Regions from separate parts of the Zea mays genome. Here region 2 is linked to region 1. The links are chromatin contacts, called in public Hi-C maps. All regions are on one chromosome and are shown on one strand. Each heading gives the region's core, a stretch centred on a gene start, on an enhancer-like site or on the middle of the called end of the contact. The rest is flanking DNA. Distances are from core to core; before and after follow the strand shown. Region 1 holds the start of LOC100125657 (glucose-1-phosphate adenylyltransferase large subunit 3 precursor-like). Region 2 holds the start of LOC100273640 (Protein LAZ1).

Region 1 (5,125 bases), core at 836-3,335:
CAAAACTTGCAATTCAAGGCATAGTCCATTGTCCAAGTTGTGGGTTGGTGTAGCTTGGAGTTCTAGGCGGAAGTTCAACTTAAGAGTCTCTGCTGAAACACTAGTATATTAAACAGTAGTGAACAGTGGCGAAAACTGCAGATGGGCATTTGAGATCTGGTGGGGGATTGTTAGGATTTATGGGCTAGACCCAATTGAGAAATTCAATTAAATCCCAGGAAAATCTCAAAAGCCCATATATGTGTATGACTAGGGAATGGTGGAACCAATAACACCATATTGCTAGTCCTAGTGGAGTGGAGCTAGTTTAAATATGGAAGTCACACTCACTCACCAAGTCATGGATGAGAGGAGAGAGTGTGGAGAGCCACACGCGCGTGCTCGCTCGCCAGGTCTAGCCTGGCCTGGGCGGGGGCGCGAGCGCACGACATGCTCGTGAATGGTCCGCCGAAATCTGGCCCCTCGCCTTGCGGGGGCGCGACTTCCTTTTGTCGTTTGAATTTTTGGTCGTTTGGCTGTTAAGTTTAGAATCCTAACCGATCGTTATAAAATCTAAACTGAACGCGAGATTTTCGCGGGCGGATAGGATCGAAGATAGCTATCTGTTCGCGGACTCGGTCCTATAAAATGCGCCTGGCAGCCAGCATCCAAATCATCTCAGTTTTCGCTTTCACCTTTCTTCACAGCTGAGCCACCTTCAGTTCTTTTCATCCCGACCGCAGACGTGCATCTGCGATCAGGAGAGCAGGTCTCCGGAACCCTTCGCATTCGAGATCCTGCACCGGGAGAGAGCGAATAAGGTTTTTGGAAAGCGTCCTCACGTGACTGCTCGTGATCTTCTGACCTCGTCGACCCTGCTAATTTCGCTGTTTCGACGTCATCGACCCGACTGATTCCGGCCCGCGCCATCTACCAGTATGTCTGATCAATACGCATCATCTGATTTGACTTTTTTACTTCAGTTCTCTGATTTGATCATGATTTATATTAGAAATTTAATCTAAAAACTATTTAATTATTCAACAGATCCAAGCGTCGCCCGCTTTGCATGCTAGTCAGTCATGCGTGTCTGTCTCACCAGTCACCACCAGCGAGTAGGGATGGCAGTGGGTAAGGTACCCAGTGGGCACGCGAAGCCATACCCATACCCACTAGAAAAAAATTGACTCATACCCATACCCACTACCCATCATGGGTACAAAATTACGCCATACCCATACCCACCATGGGTAGCGGGTACCCATTGGATACCCATACCCATTAGCATTACGATAGACATGATCATTTGAATCGCAAAAATAAGTACCAGCATAACAAATGTATCGAACCCAACATAATTTTATCACAAGTTCAACAATATTCAACATTAAATGGCAATATCATGCCTTCAAATCACACAAAACATAGCATTGATTCTACAAAACTGTGGACAAAACATAACATTCATTTTATATGAGACATATAAATCCGGACCCACGTGTCATATATTAGCGGGTTCCCCATTGGGTAGCGGGTATGGGGCAACAGAGAACATACCCACGCCCACCGTACCCGATGGGCATAACAAATGACCCAATAAAATACCCATGGGTATCAAAATCCGCCATACCCGTACCCTAATAGGGTTTTTACCCATCGGGTTTCGGGTTTTGGGTATTGCCATCCCTACCAGCGAGCCCGATTGTCACTGCATAGAGTTTTTTTCCCCATCGCCTGTGGCCTTGTGAGCCACACCATGTCAACAACTCAACATGCAGCGCCTAGGAGCGCGCGCGAGGGGGTGGCCGGGTGACTGTTTTTTTTAAGTCGCCAGTGAGCGGTGGAACGGAACCGTGGGAAGCAAAGAAGCATTCAGCCGGGTCACCGCCGAACGGCTGGCCAGCCAATCTCTCGTGACTCGAGCCGCGCGAGCTGGATCCAAAAAACCTCCGTGCCCCCACGCGCCTACCCACTGTTCCCGGCTCCCCACCCGCTCCACTCCGTCCCGTCCCGTCCCGTTACAAAACCCCGAGCTGCAACCCCACAGCCAGAGAGAGAGACTCTCCCGGCTCCCCTGCCTGCGCGCCGTCTCCTCCAGGCTCCAGCGCCTCGCGGCCACCCCGTACGTACCACGGCACGGCTGCACGGCCGATGGCGTACCCCGCCGCGCCGCACACGAGCGCGGCCTTCCTCGCTAGCTTCGCGACGCCGCTCCCCGCGCGCCGCGCCTCGCCCCCGACCCGGCGCCGCGCGGTGTCGGTCGCCGCCATCGCCACCACCACCACCTGCGTCTTCGCCGACGCCCCCCGTGGGATCAAGGTCAGTCGCGCTCGCGCATTGCCGTGAGGTCCGCGTGCTTCCGACTTCCAACAATTGGACATGCTAGCCGCCGCCAAGGGCCTAGGCCACGCTGGTGTCAAGCGTGGCGTGATCTGTGTTGCGTTCGCGTGCCGTGCCGTTCCGTGGTAGGGCGGGTCATGGGTCAATCACATTTTCGGGTTGTCACCTGTGGCAGGAGGAGCAGGCGGACTCGGGCGCCCAGGCGGCGGCGGCTGCGGCTGCGCGGAGGGACGTCAGCCCGGACACCGTGGCCTCCATCATCCTCGGCGGTGGCGCCGGCACGCGCCTCTTCCCGCTCACGCGTACAAGGGCCAAGCCCGCGGTAATAAAATCGCCTCAGCACCTCCCTGTTTCTAGACTTTGTCTCCATCGCTCATAAGTCACATTTCGTCATTCATCAATCTCTTGTACGGCATTACTACACAACTTGGGATTAGCGGTTGTAGATTCCCGTTGCAATCCGTGCCATCGACTGAGCTACGGGGTAGTTACTGTAATAGTGATTCAGTCGCCGTCTCTCGCTCTCAGGTGCCCGTCGGGGGATGCTACAGGCTCATCGACATCCCGATGAGCAACTGCATAAACAGCAAGATCAACAAGATCTACGTCCTCACCCAGTTCAATTCCCAGTCTCTCAATCGCCACATCGCAAGGACATACAACTTTGGTGAGGGAGTTGGATTCAGTGGCGGGTCTGTGGAGGTACACTCTTCGGTATAAGCAGGCTCGATTGCGGAATACCATTGCGATGGACTCCTGATCTTGTTTTCTGCCTGTTTATTTTTTGCTCATTGGATAGGTGCTGGCAGCTACCCAAACAGCTGGGGAATCAGGAAAGAAATGGTTCCAGGGAACAGCAGATGCTGTCAGGCAGTTCCTCTGGCTTTTTGAGGTTCTTCCTGGGCCATGTGTAATACTCTACCTTTCAGAGTATGCTATCACTATGTCCAATTAACTTTTTGCCTGATGTTATTCTGTGAAGGATGCAAGACTCAAATGTATAGAAAACATACTGATTCTGTCTGGTGATCATCTGTATCGGATGGATTACATGGATTTTGTGCAGGTCTCCTATCTGCTGCAAGTTGATGTTGTAATTTCAAGTTTCAGTCTTATTTTTCATTGCTTGACAAAGGTATATTATAATATTGTTTTGCAGAAGCATGTTGACTCTGGTGCTGATATTTCAGTTGCGTGTGTTCCAATGGATGAAAGGTCATCCAGCTTTGTCCCTTTTAAATTTGTTCCTTGCCTTTTCTTGGTAATTAAACTAGTATTCAGTTGGCTAACAAAGCAATATGCCAATATGATGATATCTTAGCTACCTATACTGTATGCACTGTTTATTCAGTAGTGCATATTTGTTTATGACTATCATCAATGTTCATGCTGGAAAGCTTCAGATATCTCATGCTTTGCATTTTATAAGAACTAGAATCACTTTGTTTACTGTTGTCATATCCCACGCTAACATATTCCTATCTTCTTATTTTGTTTTTTTATCTCATATATACATGCAGTCGGGCATCTGATTTTGGATTGATGAAGGCCGACAGGAATGGGCACATCACTGATTTCCTTGAAAAGCCCAAGGGTGCAGATTTGGAATCAATGGTATGGTACACTCCCTCTCACTGACCCCAAAGATGAACAACTACTTAATGATTTATTCAGACAAGTATAGATTGACTGCATATTGCCTTTCTTTTGCATAATTAGTATTTTTGTCATGGGCTTCCTTTTATGTTGCATCATCTTCTAAATTATTTGAGTTGAATCCTATGTCTCCCTAACTTCATTTCAAATGGTATCCTTGGATTTATTTACTTTGTGGAAAGATTTTTAAATACTCTATTGTACTTGTTAATGAAGCAAGTGGACATGGGATTGTTTGGATTATCCCCAGAGTTTGCAAGTACGTACAAATACATGGCTTCAATGGGAATATATGTATTCAAGGCAGATGTTCTCAGAAAGCTTCTGAGGTAAGAATTAGAACAAACTTGCTAAGTAAGGCTTTTGTTGGTTATTTTTAAAACCTTTTACGTGAAAGAACAATGTATTGATGACATTTCGTGTTCACAGTTTGTATATAACGATACATCTAGCTTTCTTTTGATTAAGCCTTTTGTGGTTCCCAACAAACGTGAATTTAACCACAAGTTACAAAATTGTTACCTCTTTTGACTTGTATCTTGTAAGACAGGAATTATGACATCTTGCAATCTCCATGCACCTTCATTCACATTATGTTGCAGCTGGTGGTGACGACACTTATGTTCTTTCTTTGTTGTGCATATTTATTAGAGGCCATTATCCTACAGCTAATGATTTTGGCTTAGAAGTGATTCCAATGGCTGCAAAAGATTATGATGTGCAGGTATTTACACTCTACATTCGTCAAAAATCCAAAATGAACTTATGTTACCTTCTTTTAGTTGTCATGAACACGTGGTCTGAAGGATCTGTTCTTCTGTTGGCTCCAGGCTTATTTGTTTGATGGTTACTGGGAAGATATTGGAACAATAAAGTCTTTCTTTGAAGCAAACCTTGCTCTCACTGATCAGGTTTACATTTTGATTAACATTGTTTCTGGCTTAATCTTTCCGAGCTTGGATAATAGTTTCATTTTTTATTTTGTAGTCTCCCAACTTCTATTTTTATGATCCCGTGAAGCCTATTTTTACATCTCCTAGATTTTTACCCCCAACCAAGGTAGAAAACTGCAAGGTCAGAATCTCTTATTACCTATACATTGTTTCGTTTATAATGCATTACCTGGCAGCCTTGCTTGATTTATCTGTTT
Region 2 (5,693 bases), core at 2,650-5,149, 200 kb before region 1:
AACTGAAAGCACCTCAGGACCTGCTTTTAGTGGCTTTTAGATGGAACTATGAAAACATATATCGAAGAACTTTTAACGACTTTTAGTGGTTTCCATCAAACAGTTTTTAGCTTTTTAACAACTCACAGCCTACAGCAGCTTTTTTCACAGCTCACAGCCCACAGCAACTTTTTTCACAGCCATAGCCCAACCAAACAGACCCATTGTTTGCTCAACGATTCAGAGCCTTAACCATGGGGCAACATGCTCCAGTTGGTTTTACCCAATTCAACTCAGCGATTTACATAAAACTCAACTGAGCTTAAGTGTAAATAATATCTAAAAAGAATGACCTCTGCTGCTGATATATGAGTACCAGAAAGATCATAAATACAAGTTGAGACTTGTAAGGCGTTGTTGTAATTGTGAGATCACAATGGCCAAAGGAAGCATGCATCATCAACAATAACAACAAAGCCTTTTAGTCCCAAACAAGTTGGGGTAGGCTGGAATTGAAACCCATCCGAAACCACAAGTTAAAGTTCAGGCACATGGATAGCTGTTTTCAATGTACTTCTATTCAAGACTAAATTTTTGGATATATTACATCCTTTCGACTCTCCTTTTACTGCTCCTTCCCAAATCAACTTCAGTCTTCCCCTACCTCTTTTCCCATTGCTATCATGCCTTATGATCCCACTACCCATTAGTGCCTCTATGGAGGTTTCCATTGAACATATCCAAACCATCTCAACCAGTGTTGCACAAGCTTTTCTTCAACTGGTGCTAACTCTAACCTATCATGTATATCATCGTTCCGGTCAATCTCCTTGTATGGCCATAAATCCAACGCATGCGCATTTCTGTAACACTTATCTTCTGAACATGTCGTCTTTTTGTAGGCCAACATTCTACACCATACAACATAGCAAATCTAATCGTCGTCTTTGTTTTCTAGGCATGTATTGTCCTTCCAGTGGCCAAAACTCAAACAGACTAACACTAATACAAATAAGCAATTAATAAGGGTCCTTTGGTGGTACAGTCTAAAATCCAAAATGCTTTTTTTTCAAAAACACACTAACTTGCCAACAGGCTATCTACTTCAGACTGGAGGGTAAATAACATGGTATCTACTTCAGGCTGAGGGAAAATAACAGGTTATCTACATCAAACTGGAGGAAAAATTCTCCCCATAACGGCTGATTTGGTGACCAGTGATCACGAGAGGATCCATGGGGGAGGAATCCCCTTGTTATTCAGTTTTGAATAGCAAGGGGTTCCTCCCCATGGTGCCCCCCCCCCCTCCCCGGTGATCCTTGGTCACCAAACCAGTGCTAAATGTAGGGGGAAAAGCAATGGTTGCAATAATATTCTAACCTATGTTACCCCACATGTCATCAGTATGAGAACAATGTTTCATGGACAATTTGGTACAAAAGATCACGAAACATGCATGGCTGGATCACATGGTTGTTAGATGGTGGATCTAACTACAACAAATGTTTCTAGAAGTAATAATGCGGATCTAGCTGAGGTTTCTAGAAGTGGTAAGTTCATCACTGATGATTTTATTAAAATGAAGTACTAGATTGATCACATCTCAACTATCTGATTGGATAAATGTATTCTTGGACTACAAAGTGTCACAGGAAACATTGCTGTAACTTGTAAGCATATGGCATTGCTCATGAAGTTAGTATCATGGTCTCGATAGGCATGCATAGTTAAAAAACAGCCTCCGCAGCCAATTTCCTCTGTTATTTGATCCCTAATTGGGTAAGTATTCACACAATTGAACTTCACTTCATTTATCTGCGGGAACTGGCACAGTGGGGAAGCCCCGGCTTTCATAAAAAAACCAAGAGGCATATTTGTAATGCAGTGTCAGAAGTAGCCTGCCCCAGTCCTTCAGAAGCACCAGTGGGGATACTGCTTATACCATTACTACTATATAACTGCAGACTAAAAAGTTAACATTCTTTTGAACTGAACTTCTTGATTTGGTTCAGGTAATGCGTCATTAATGGTCAAGTTGACTTAATGATTGTAGTGCAAGGGCATTTCAGAACTTGTGCACGCATACCGAGTGCCATCAAAGCTAGCAATATTGTGATCTAAACGAAGTTGCAAATTCATGCCCTTCTCACATTAACAGCACTGTTTCACTTGGGATTGCATTTTGTCAATGGTTAGGGTTATGGACCATATCAAGTCACAGGACTTATACCAGATGAGTACTAAAAGGGAGGGTTACAAGAGCAGTTTTATTTCTTGTATTAGTTCTGATTATGAGGGCATCATTATCCATCGTGAATGAAAGCATATATGTCCAAGTGATATGAACATGAATGAGATGACACAGGATAATATAAAATAAGTTTTCAGTTACAAGTAGTTGACTTACATTTCTCGAATAGAATTGAAGTAGATTGCTTGATGCGGTAAGACAAGGGAAAGAAATGACATCACTGCATATACCTGAAATTTAATGTACAGATAGTTACAAAAGGATCAAAAGCTGGATACAATATACATCTGTAAGATGAAAGGGTTAAATGAATCAAGACAATCCAGTCATATGATTCCATGCTGACACTTGAAACCAACTATCTAGGACAAATGTTCAAGTTCCATGCCCAGAGGATAGATGCCATGATTCATATGCATTATGCCAAACCAAATAGAACAAAGACATGGCACAAATAGTGTAACCAAACCCCTGTGATATAATAATGTCATGTGGCTGACAGATCATGCATTCATGCAGGAAGCAGAACTGGAAAAATCATGTTTATGAGATAATATGTATTCTTCTCATTCCGATGGTTCCACTACAAAAAAAGTTGATTTTATGAGATGAGGTAAAGAAAATATCTGAGCCAGCGAGCACAAATAAAACATAAACCATTCCGCTCAGCACGTTACTTTAACTCCCACAGAGCTGTAAGATTTAGTAGTCCTAAGCATCATTTCCAGCTTTGAGTACACCAACTATCTGTCCACACTTGTGTTTGGTTGGAGGCCTTCCAAGCAACTCCCAGCCAAAGCAGCAATCTCAGCCACAGATCTCCAAAAATTGGATGCCTGGGATTCATGGCTGGGATCAAACCAAACAGGCTATCGCAGTAAAAGTAAATAGGGTTACTGTGCTGTGGCAAGTAACAAAATCCAGAAATGTGCTGCCGTTTTCCATCAGAAAGAAAACAAAAAAAATGATTCCCCAAAACACAGATACCATTATCAACCTTCAGAAACAGGGACTCTTTGTTTTATTCAAAACAATTATCAATACTAAGATAGCTGCTGCAATCTAATGCATAGGCAACACAAGAATAAACATATGTGAACATAAATGGTTGCTACACATGGTAAGCCATTATTGCTGCATAGAAGCATCAATGAGCAAACCGTTGTAGCTACAGCTGCAGAACATTTCAGTTGGACAAGTCACAGTTCGCCAACAAATCACAGGTAAGAACTAAGAGAGCTGACATAAACAGCTAATATTCGCCTAGTAGTACTAATGTACTATACAGAAGCGGGTCTCCGAGGGCCGAGGGGAGGGCGTACCGGGACCATGAGGATGATGCGGACGATGAAACGCTGGTGCGTGGGCTCGGCGTAGTGAAGGAGATGCCGGTGCACGAGCCGCAGAGCCACCACCGTCGCCGCCGCCGCGGAGGCCAGCGCGGCGGCCGTGTACGCCGCCGCGGACGCCCACCCCTCCATCCCCCTTGCTGCCCCCGGCTCCGGGGAGAGGAACCCTATGGGGGAGGCGGCTCGCGGCTTGGTGGAGAGGGCGAGGTGAGGGGAAGCGAGGCGCCCAGGCGGCGGTGGCAATGTTGTTTGGGGAATCGAGATTCGTAGGGGAGCTGGGCAGCTGCCTCCGGGCCGGTAGGGAAGGACGGATGTTTCCGCGTGGCAAGGGTCGTTTGCGTTGTTGGCGTGTGACGTGACGGGATTGGGATTGGGTTTACGAAGTTTTGACTTTTGACTGCTCGGATGTGTAATTTCGTTGGAGAACGTGAGAATTTTTTTTGTTTTTATTATTTTTAAAATAAAATTACTTTAAAACAACATCAGAAACTGTTTTTTTTCAAAATTAAGTTAGTGTTTGCCTTTCTTATTTTGCTTATTCTGAGCCTAAGCTTAGACTTCATCAATATTGTATATAGCCTTTGAATCTATCTAGTTTCATTTGGTCCTTCTTGCGGCTGCTTGACTTTCATAGATTGAGATTGGATGTTGATTAGACGGTACCTTTCATATATAGATATGGTGGGTGTAATATTACTTCAAAGGCTTTTAGAGTTCCACTATCACTTATTGCATTATATGAATATTTCATGTCGAGTGTGATGGGCATGTTTGGTATGGCGCCTAAGCCGCCACACCGCGCTACACTTTTCAGCCACAGGTGTATACATCTGTAAGATGAAAGGGCCCATATACCCGAATCGGCCGCCACACCTGTGGCTGAAAAGTGTGGCGCGGTGTGGCGGCTTAGGCGCCACACCAAACACGTCTGATATCTTTAGTTCTGGTATTATGGACATAGCCGAAGGTTAATGGCATGATTATCTTTCCAATTGTTGTTGTTTGCTTTCCTCTGAAGACACACAGTGGATGCATGGCCTCTTGTAATCTGTCCTTGTTCTTGCATTTGTCTAAAAGCATTTGCAAAGATGATATTTGGTGCATTGTTTGTAGGGATGTTCCTAAAACATCCGAATTGTATCACAAATCTAATATTTTAGCATAGATATACATAGAATTTAAAGCTAATTTTTGGCAATGATATTAAGAATATTATGAAGTATTTAAATAAATTTTTATATAATTTTTTATGTATATTATTTTCTCCCTACAACAAAAAAGGTGAAAAAACATCTGAATCTGTATTCGAATAGACATCCAAAGTTTATATCAATTATTTAAAAATATATAGAATGAATTTAATGTTTATTTTTTTGAAGATTAATAGCCTCAATGCTAAAAACAAGAATATAAATTTACATAGCAAATTCTATATGTTATTTGTTCATAATCGAAGAAAGAAGACCAAAAATTTGACATCCGAATAAATATCCGGATCCATCCCTAATTGTTTGTGTCTACTAGGACACTAAGTATCACGAAGCCTTTGATAACACAAGATATGACCATGGCATCATTGTGTGGGTAATCCTTGAGTTGAATGTTTTCTTGGGAAAATGTTATTGTAATATGAGACCATTTGGATCTGATATAGGGTCCCTAGACCCCAACTAGGGATGGCAATGGGGCCATTCCCCCGCGAGGAGCGCACCCCGTCCCTATCCCCGCCACCCTCTCGTATCCATGTTCCCCGTCCCCATTCGGGTATATGGGCCCCGACGGGTATAAATCCCCATAAAATCTCGTTTAGTGTCTAATCCATTTCAGCAATGTATTCAACTACATAAATGTAAACATATTGATTTCACAGCATAAGAACATCCATAACTCATCACTTATCACAAATAATTAATTCCACAATCCACACACATCCATAATGCATCACTTACCAACAATAACCATAGTTCACAAATAACTAAATGCAAACTCACATGTCATGAGTGATTAATAATAATAACCACAGTCCATAGTTCCACACTCCATAATGTCCACAACCACAACACTGCAACTATTGAACAGCGAACAGATGATACACACTAAGAGTTTAAGATTAC

What was found. Hi-C and Micro-C count contacts between places; a contact is called where the count stands out from the background.
Region 2: a contact with region 1 is called in a Hi-C map of bundle sheath, with 2.1 times the contacts expected there. The contact joins the promoter of LOC100273640 here to the promoter of LOC100125657 in region 1. A contact is called at or near these places in 11 of 25 Hi-C or Micro-C datasets (bundle sheath, ear, endosperm and 4 more).

What each region holds. Positions count from the first base shown.
Region 1 is chr7:24,637,620-24,642,744 of Zm-B73-REFERENCE-NAM-5.0, reverse strand. LOC100125657 (glucose-1-phosphate adenylyltransferase large subunit 3 precursor-like) reads left to right here and starts at 2,085. Exons shown (of 16, transcript NM_001112588.2): 1 at 2,085-2,298; 2 at 2,495-2,641; 3 at 2,848-3,021; 4 at 3,119-3,211; 5 at 3,302-3,385; 6 at 3,479-3,534; 7 at 3,840-3,933; 8 at 4,192-4,304; 9 at 4,627-4,699; 10 at 4,806-4,886; 11 at 4,963-5,049. The coding sequence starts at 2,131.
Region 2 is chr7:24,838,315-24,844,007 of Zm-B73-REFERENCE-NAM-5.0, reverse strand. LOC100273640 (Protein LAZ1) reads right to left here and starts at 3,899. Exons shown (of 6, transcript NM_001148056.3): 1 at 3,553-3,899; 2 at 2,387-2,460. The coding sequence starts at 3,711.